Regions from separate parts of the Mus musculus genome. Here regions 2 and 3 are each linked to region 1. The links are chromatin contacts, called in public HiChIP or PLAC-seq maps. All regions are on one chromosome and are shown on one strand. The core of a region is the stretch at or near the end of the contact, and the rest is flanking DNA. Distances in the headings are between cores, read along the strand shown.

Region 1 (2,865 bases), core at 244-2,743:
AGTTACTCACTGACTAAATAACCGTGAAGATGTGTGGGAGGGAAGGGCTGAGCTGGGGGAACCGGAGAGTTGCTCAGGGCTCTTCAACAAGGATGGGCAGAGGGGCGCTCAACAGCAGCTGGCAAACAGTGGCATTAGAAACGGACACTACCGTGATCAACCAGCAGAGGGGGCAATGGTTTGGTGGCTGAAGTATTTAAAAACAAAATACTTAAACCTTTACTTTGTGGTTTCTGAATGTGGACTTTATTATCCTTGCCAGGGGTTGTCCTAGGAGCCTCTGGAAAGAGTAGGAACGCCCCTTTCGGTCTGACTCCTCATTCACACCCTCCAGCCCTCTAAGACTTAACTCTTGCTTCTTACTTAATATAGCAGGTTTTGAGGGTACAACTATTTACGGTGCTGTAATAAGCTGTGTCCACTCCTGAACGTGGAAGGGTTTTGTTTCAATGCCAGAAACGTGATGCGGAGATAGAAAGGATCATGATGGAGGAGCACGATAGGCTGCTGAAGGAAGAGAGCGCCAAGCAAGAGCGGCGGAACAAGGAGAGGGCACAGTACTACCTGGACCTGGAGAAGCAGCTGGAAGATCAAGAGAGGAGGAAGCAGGAGGCATACGAGCAGCTGCTGAAGGAGAAACTCATGATAGACGAAATTGTCAGGAAGATCTACGAGGAAGACCAGGTGTAAGTCCACCCGGAGACAAACCGCTGCGCCCCCACACTGGGTGTGTGTGCTCACTCAGTGTGAGCTCTGTCGTGACTTTACAGCTCTTCCTCACCTTGGCTAGCATGAGTAGTAATAGGTGATTGGAAAAATAATAGATGTCATGTGTGTTCTGTACATCTCATATGTCAGAGCACGTTTTCTGATGGCTCTCCTTGGCACACGGCTTAAGTACAGAGCGCTGTATGGATTTTGTGGACAGACGGTCACCTTTGTGAACCTTTAGAAGAGAGCCCAGCATTGTGTATGGAAAGTCTGTGGCATTTGTGAATCAATAGACTCTGAACAGTCCGTGTTTGCCATTATTTTATTATTTCTGTAACTATAAACCATTCTCCTGATTGCTTTTTAGGGAAAGACAGCAAAAATTAGAAAAAAAGAATGCAATTCAGAAGTATATTGAAGAATTCCAGAGGGCACAAGACTTCTGGAGACAAAAGAAGCGTGAGGAGATGGAGGAAGAGAACCGGAAAATCATAGAGTTTGCAAACATACAGGAGCAAAGAGAAGGCGAGCGGATGGCCAGAGTTCACGAGATCGAGGAAAAGAGGGTCCAGCGTCAGAATTTGGTATAAAAATACTACTTTTTAAAGAGTGCTAAATTCCTGAAACAGTGGCCCAATCCAGTTCCTAAACAGGTGTTTTATTAACAGCTGATGAAGCAGCTGGAGGAAACACTGCGGCAGCGGGATGACCTGGAGCAAGTGCGGCAGGAGCTGTACCAGGAGGAGCAGGCAGAGATCATCAAACTGAAAGTGAAAGTAAGTGAGCCTCAGCCGGAGGGAAGGTTAGGGAAGAGAAGCCACGGGGCAGGAAGATAGCAGGGTTAGACCCAGCCATAGGGCGGCTGCATTGTGTGTCAACGTCATCAATGCTGCAGTTAAGAGACTTGACAAAAATAGAGTGTTCTGAAGAGCTTGATGCAGCTGGGTCAGTCACAGCCCACACAGCTTAAATGAGTGCACATGCAAGCTCAAAGCAGGATGGAGGAAAACACAATGCAACGCAAAGCAGACTGGAGTGCGAATGTTAATATGAGGCAAAGTCAACTGTGGGACATGGAAGTTTGTAGTCAAAATAAATTCATCCATGTATATGCCTGTGACCTTTGACAACACAGCTTCATGACACATGAAGGAAAACTGATGAGAGGGGGAGAGTAGGAAGATCCAACCAGAGTGCTCCTTTATCATTAATGCACCCAGTCCCCGGGAACAGCACCATGCATAAAGACAGCCTGAAACAGCTGCGCAGCCAGGGTTAAAGAGGACTCCACCCAACAAACAACAGCACAATACAGATTCCATCCATCCACAGAGAATACACACTGACAGCTCCCAGAAACCAAAGTGAACCTCTGTAAATTCACAGGATTTTTAAGTCATTTCAAATTAAGAATCCATAATAAGAATGATTATGTAGTCATTAAGTGCACCACAATGAAACCATGTATTTCTTTCTAATAAGCAATGAGCAAAGGAAAGATACTTGCAAACTGAACGATAATTTTAAAAATATGTGGGCACAGCAGAGGTTAGTGGAAAGTATTATCTTTGCAGTTTTAGAAAGGAGTAGTTAAAAGCCGGTAATCTTGTGTTTACACATATATTTATAATAGCTAAAACATGAGAGTAGCCTTCATATCCATCAGCTGATGGAATGTAAACAAGATGCAGTATGTGAGCCTTTAGTGGTACTAAGGAGTACTCAAGAATACTCTATGAATAGATGACACATGTGGACCTTTGTCCCCTGGGAACAGCTGTGGGACACATTTGTGAGAGCTTAGATTAACTGTGCTGGCAGCTTCTCCACAGTCAGGGGAGAGTTGGTGACAGCAAGAAGCAGACCTCTCTACCCACTCCCCACCAACTGGAAAGTCACTGATGGGTGATCACTCCTCTGTCCTTCCCAGGGAAGGTCCTGAGAACACAGCTTCAGTGAGCACTGTGTAACCATCTTTCCAACTTGCCCTGGGTTGGGTTTCTTCTTTCCTGATACATTCTGTTCTCAACAGAGACTCTGGAAAGTTACTGGGGTCCGAGTGACTGTACAGCAAATGATTTAAAGGTTTCAAGACCAGGTTTTGGAACACAGGAAAGGGCAGAAATTTGGTAGCCCGCACTGCTGGTGACTAGT
Region 2 (2,865 bases), core at 259-2,758, 110 kb before region 1:
CATTATTCAAAGGGAATAATTATATATACAAATAATTTTGAGTCTTCTCAACTTGTTTATTGAAAAAACTTTATTCTTGTGATACTATTATATGTATACATATTAATTGTTTACTAATACTTTCACTCAAGTTGAAGAAATAACATTTCAACTCCTGAGAATATGAAATCTATGGAGAGTATTTTCTTAATTTGCTGCAATTTTTCTGAATACGCAGCCTGTGTTCTATGGAACCCATTTACCTGGGCTTGCATTATAAAGCATCACTGCCAGAAATTAATTCAGCAGGTTTGTGGTAATCTGAGAATTCACATTTCTAAATACATTCTCAGGTGATGCGGGTGCTGTTGTGTGTGACTTCCCTTTTAGAAATAACTGTGGTAACCTAGCCCTGGCTTTCTAATACGAGACAGAGTTAAAAGGGCGTACACAACATATGGTCATATGGCTAACAGTGTAGTTAGTGACCTTTCTGTTCTGTGCTGAGGGAGACATTGGTTTATTTTAGGAGTCCTCATTTTCATTTTGTTGCTGGTAATCTAAAACACTCACATTGAAATATTTGACTTTAAACATGTAAACAGCAGCCTCTAGCTCAATTTTTGAAATTAATTTAAATCATTTCAGTTCCTCCCTATTTCTGTAAGCACACTAAGACTTTGAAGTAGTATATTATTACTCCTAACCATAATATAGTGAAAATATATATAAAAGTATAGGTTTATAGTTTTTTATATAACAGTGAGGTATTCATCATGAATATGCTTAGGGAAATATATGTCAATAGAGAATATATTAAAAAAAAAAAGACTTTCAGAATACTAGGATTCTGTTCCCAGTACTCATGTGGCAGTTTCCAACCTTGTGTAACATCTGTTCCAGGGGACTCAGGCTCTTCTTCTGGACTCCATGGGCACTATGGACACAATGCACACATATTGGTGTACAGACATACATACAGACAAAATGCTCATATCCATAAAATAAAAATTTAAAACAAAACAATACAAGGATACAGTCACTTGTGGTGATATATCCTTTTAGTTTCAGCTACTCCCAGGTTGAAGAGGGAGGCCTCTTTGGCCCATGTTTTGAGACCAGTATATAGAGATCCCATTTTGAGAGGAAAATGGAAGATTATAATGAATTTAATAGAAACTCAAGTATAGACTTTAAATGTTTTTATAAATAACTTACTGTCCAGTAAAAGTATTGTGGTAATAAATACATATCATTTTCATCTTTTCAGCTTTCATAGTAACCGTCCAAGTAAAAGATACTGTATATTTAAGAAGCATTCAGAAAATCTCAGGTAAACAAGTAATTTTTGCAAAATCTTTCTGTTGAACAATGATTGTGATTTACTTTTTTCTTATGTGTTATCTTTATTGAGCTAGAATACCCATACTGTGTTAGTTACTTTTTCTGTTCCTATAAGTAACTGACATGCATCTTAAGGAAGGATTTCTTTTGGCTCAGTTCTAGGGTACTCTGTTGTGGTTGGGAAGTCAGGTAGCAGGAGATTGGGGTGCCTGGTTAAAATTGCGTCTGTACTCAGGAAGCAGAGCCCGATGAATACTGTCACTTAGCACCCTTTCGGGTTTTTTTGTTTTTTTTATTCTGTCCAAGACCCCAGCCTTCCATTAATAATCAAGATTAACCATTATATACACCATGTTCTTCATGTGTTTAAAATGTAACCTTGATAAACTATATTATGTTCAGCTGTACATCAATCATCATAGTATGTGTACATTTCAGTACTTAAAACAATATTCCGTTTATTAGCAATCATTCCCATTTCCTTTCATCCCCCTGCCCATATCCAAGCAACTATAAGTGTGTATTCCTGTTGACTAGCCCATTTTGGGTGTTATGTGAATTACTGAAATGATATTCTATGTGTTCCTTAGTCACTGCCTATGGTTCATCCATGATGAATAATATATCAATACTTACTTAAATTGATGAGTAGTATTTTTTATACAAATACTATAGTTTATCCATTTCATTGATTTTAATTTTGAGGTCAAAATAAATAATGCTGCTATGAACATTATTATTTTTTACAAATTTCTCTTTTGTGTGTAAGATTAAGTTTGCTGGGTTGAATTTTAACTTCCTTTTGAGAAACTGATAGACTGTGTTTCATCATAGTGCCACTGTTACATACTCACTAGTACTGTGTAAGAATTTTTGCAGCAGGGCGTGGTGGCACACACCTTTAATCCCAGCACTTGGGAGGCAGAGACAGGCGGATTTCTGAGTTGGAGGCCAGCCTGGTCTACAACGTGAGTTCCAGGACAGCCAGGGGAACACAGAGAAATCCTGTCTTGAAAACCAAAAAAAAAAAAAACCACAGAATTTTTGCATCTCTTCTAGCACCTGCTACTTATTTTCTATTACATGCACTCTATACTTGATCTTTGTCAAAAAGCCAAGAAGTGATATTATAGGCATTCTAACAGATACAAAATGCTTTGTCATTGTGGTTTGCTGTAACTTTTTTAGTTAAACGAATGGCTAGTGTGTCAGTTGGTTGCTTGTGACTAGATGTTACAGAGTTGTGTTACTGTCACTTGATATCAGAGATATGTCATAGTACTCATGGTAACTTCATTGTATAGTGACAGTTGGGGCCCACATGAAGTACATGACCATTGTAAAATGAGAACAGAAAGAAAGCTTTCCCATATCTAAATATCACAGTCTTCTATGATCTGTAGGAATGGAAATAATGTTATAAGCTTTTTAATATTATGTATTATTGTGTGTGTTTGCATACATGTGCCCCCATGCTACAGCACATATGTACATATCAGAAGACATTTTTTTTGTTTCGTTTTGGGTTTTTGGTTTTTTTGG
Region 3 (2,865 bases), core at 267-2,766, 110 kb after region 1:
TTATTCTAAAAAGCAACTGTTGTGACCTATAGTTAAAGAGGCCACATTTTGCTGAGCAATAACATTTCAACAAGCTAGATGTAGTAATCTTGCTGAGCATTGTTGACATTAGTTAAGACTGTACAGGGGGCTGGTGAGATGGCTCAGTGGGTAAGAGCACCAGACTGCTCTTCTGAAGGTCCGAAGTTCAAATCCCAGCAACCACATGGTGGCTCACAACCACCCGTAATGAGATCTGATGCCCTCTTCTGGTGTGTCTGAAGACAGCTACAGTGTACTTACATATAATAAATAGATAAATAAATCTTTTTTAAAAAAAAAAAAAAAAAGACTGTACAAATATAGTTAGTTAGTCTAGACTGATTCTAACAAAATGTGAAGCTAATATTAAAAGATGTCAAGTTGAACTACTAATAAATTAACTTTACCCCAAACATAAATACATTTTGAAGGAAATCCAAACTTTGAACAGCATAAAACCCTCAGTGTCTAGCTTTATGAGGTCTTCTGCAGAGGAAAACCAGTGTTGTTTGATATGTATTCATGTTAAAGCTCTTCTCTAATTAGCAAGACAATAGATTTTCCTTAATAAAAAGTATCAAGAAACCATAAAATATACTATTAAAGAAAAACATTTAACACACTTTTAAAAATTAGAAATATTCAGAAGTTTTTACCATATTGAAATGCAAGAAAAAGGAATAAATAGCAGTAAATAGAAGAAAAAACTTGCCATGGGTTAATCTATGTAAAAAGGTCCACACAAAAAATCATGACTTGTTTTCTCTTCTACCATATGAGTCCTGGCAATCAAATTCAGGTTGTCAGGTGATGAGTACCTCTATCTACTGAGCATTCATGTTAGCCCCAATGTAATTGTTTTTCTTTATAATTGTGGTTTGGGACAGAGTATTCCTTTGTAGCCTAGCCTGATCTGGAAATCCTGACCCTCCTTGCTTAACCACCCAAGTAATGGGATGGTAGTACGTACAACCACACCCAGATTGATTCCTTACAAGTTAAAGCTAAACTGCGTTTTTCAGAAAGCCAGTGTGATTTAAGTTTCTTGTGGATGAGTGTTAACTAGCATGTACTTACAGAAGGAGGAGCTCAGGAAATAGCTGTGCCACATACAAGATTGAAGGGCTACAGCAGCTGTAGGGTTTGGTATTTATATACAGTTCGATAACCTAGATGGCCTGTGCTTGCATAGACATTTGTTACAGGGCAGGGAAGAATGGGTTGTTAAAAGCAAAGTAAAAAGCTCCTTTTTACCCTTGATCCATAGTCAATTTTTAGTTAATAAACTTAAAAAAAAACTCCAAATCAATGGGAGAAAATGTTCATAGGATGCACATTCCTGGAGGAAAGACAAGTGCACATTTCAGAACAGAATTGCATTTGCTAACACTTAATTTTTAGTTAAATTTTCTATTTTGAACAACCATTGAGTGACTCACATGCACTTTTAAGAAATGGAGAAATGATCCATCTGCACTTTGCCTGGCCTGGCCCAGTGGTCACATCTTACACCACTTTAGTCAGATAGTCACAACCAAGGACAGTCTTCAGTATCCACAAGTTCCTGATGGTGCCTCTTACAGGCACACCCACTTCGTCCTCACCTTTAACCTCCTTAACTCTCAGTGATCATTGCTCTGTTCTCCTTTTTAAAGTTCTGCCATTTCAAGAACATAGAACAGATTTTATAGTAAACTTTTGAGATTAGCTTTTTTTCATTTGACAAAATTCTTTGATTACTTACCTATGTTGCTCATTTAATCATTCCTCTTTATTGCCAAATACTATAGCATGACCTAACTGCACCACAGTTTGTATGGCAGTTCCCATATTGAAGACTACCTTGTTGATTTTAGTTTGTGCTCTTAGAAGCTAGCTTCTGTAGGCATTTCTGTATAGGTTTTTCTATAAATACGATCTGCATATCTCTTGGATAACTGCCCAAGAATGAAGATTCCTGTTCAGTTTTGTTTTTTGAAAGGATTACAAAACATTTCCACCAACAGTTTCTGAATGATTCCTGTTTGTTTGTTTGTTTGTTCCTTGCCAGTATTTGGTGCTGACATTCTTTAATTTTGTTGTTCTCACAGGTGTGTGTGTATTGCTATGTCTTATGGACTCATTGTACATTTATCTAATGGCTTAATAATCTTTTTCTCCTGTTTACCATATGTATATACATTTCTATATTTTTTGCATGTATTCTTACTGGCTTGTTCACTTGTTAATTGGAGATATATATGTATATATATATATATATACACACACACACACACATATATGCATGCTTATATATTTATATATTCTAAGTCTTAGTCTAAATATAATCTAAATATTATATGGGATATTTTTCTCAACCTGAAACTTGTCTTTTCTAAACTGATTTTTAGATCATATTTTTAGAGCAGTTTTAGGTTTGTAGTAATGCTACACAGAGCACAGAGATTGCCTGCATTCTCACTGTTGTCCAGCATCTATTGCTGCCTCTGTCATCAACATCCTATACCAGTGATAGATTTATTAAAATTTTTGAAGCTACTTCAACACATACCCACAATATATTATCACATGGGCTTCACTCTTAATGCTGTATACCATACATGAGGATATGCACACATGATTACATCATGAAGAGTAGTAGTCACACTGCCCTAAACTTCTCTGTGCCCTGACTGTATATCTCTATTTCCTCCCCAAACTTTGGCAACCACTGATCTTTTTACTGTTTTCATAAGGCTACCTTTCCAGATTGTTGGTGGTTATAATCATACAATATATGCTCTTTTCACGTTAGCTTACTTCACTTATTAATTTTCATCTAGTGATGTTCCTCCATGTCTTTTT

Evidence for each region. HiChIP or PLAC-seq counts read pairs in DNA pulled down with a chosen protein or histone mark.
Region 2: a contact with region 1 is called in an H3K27ac HiChIP or PLAC-seq map of double positive thymocytes, with 4 times the contacts expected there. The contact joins two enhancer-like sites. A contact is called at or near these places in 7 of 39 promoter capture datasets (the C10 cell line, cranial neural crest, embryonic stem cells and 3 more), 1 of 115 datasets of contacts at active chromatin or transcription factors (double positive thymocytes) and 2 of 9 other capture datasets (adipose tissue and liver).
Region 3: a contact with region 1 is called in an H3K4me3 HiChIP or PLAC-seq map of bone marrow-derived macrophages, with 2.9 times the contacts expected there. The contact joins two enhancer-like sites. A contact is called at or near these places in 5 of 39 promoter capture datasets (the C10 cell line, HPC-7-derived erythroid cells, liver and 2 more), 1 of 15 datasets of contacts at CTCF or cohesin (the NIH/3T3 cell line), 2 of 484 Hi-C or Micro-C datasets (the THB-7 cell line and megakaryocyte progenitors), 3 of 115 datasets of contacts at active chromatin or transcription factors (the HPC-7 cell line, bone marrow-derived macrophages and double positive thymocytes) and 3 of 9 other capture datasets (adipose tissue, liver and macrophages).

What each region holds. Positions count from the first base shown.
Region 1 is chr9:72,448,073-72,450,937 of GRCm38.p6, forward strand. It overlaps Mns1 (meiosis-specific nuclear structural protein 1), which reads left to right. Exons shown (of 10, transcript NM_008613.3): 5 at 457-686; 6 at 1,079-1,295; 7 at 1,380-1,487. Among named protein-coding and RNA genes, the nearest start is that of Mns1, 11 kb to the left of the region's middle. Within about 2 kb of position 1,494, at least 163 of the 459 cell types and tissues checked have an H3K27ac peak or open chromatin away from gene starts, as enhancers often do. A contact at or near this core is called in bone marrow-derived macrophages and double positive thymocytes, where this site is marked.
Region 2 is chr9:72,333,798-72,336,662 of GRCm38.p6, forward strand. Zfp280d (zinc finger protein 280D) reads left to right here. Exons shown (of 22, transcript NM_146224.5): 17 at 1,250-1,312. Among named protein-coding and RNA genes, the nearest start is that of Gm27230, 55 kb to the right of the region's middle. Within about 2 kb of position 1,509, at least 19 of the 459 cell types and tissues checked have an H3K27ac peak or open chromatin away from gene starts, as enhancers often do. A contact at or near this core is called in double positive thymocytes, where this site is marked.
Region 3 is chr9:72,557,420-72,560,284 of GRCm38.p6, forward strand. All of the region lies in intron 1 of Rfx7 (regulatory factor X, 7), which reads left to right. Among named protein-coding and RNA genes, the nearest start is that of Rfx7, 27 kb to the left of the region's middle. Within about 2 kb of position 1,517, at least 3 of the 459 cell types and tissues checked have an H3K27ac peak or open chromatin away from gene starts, as enhancers often do. A contact at or near this core is called in bone marrow-derived macrophages, where this site is marked.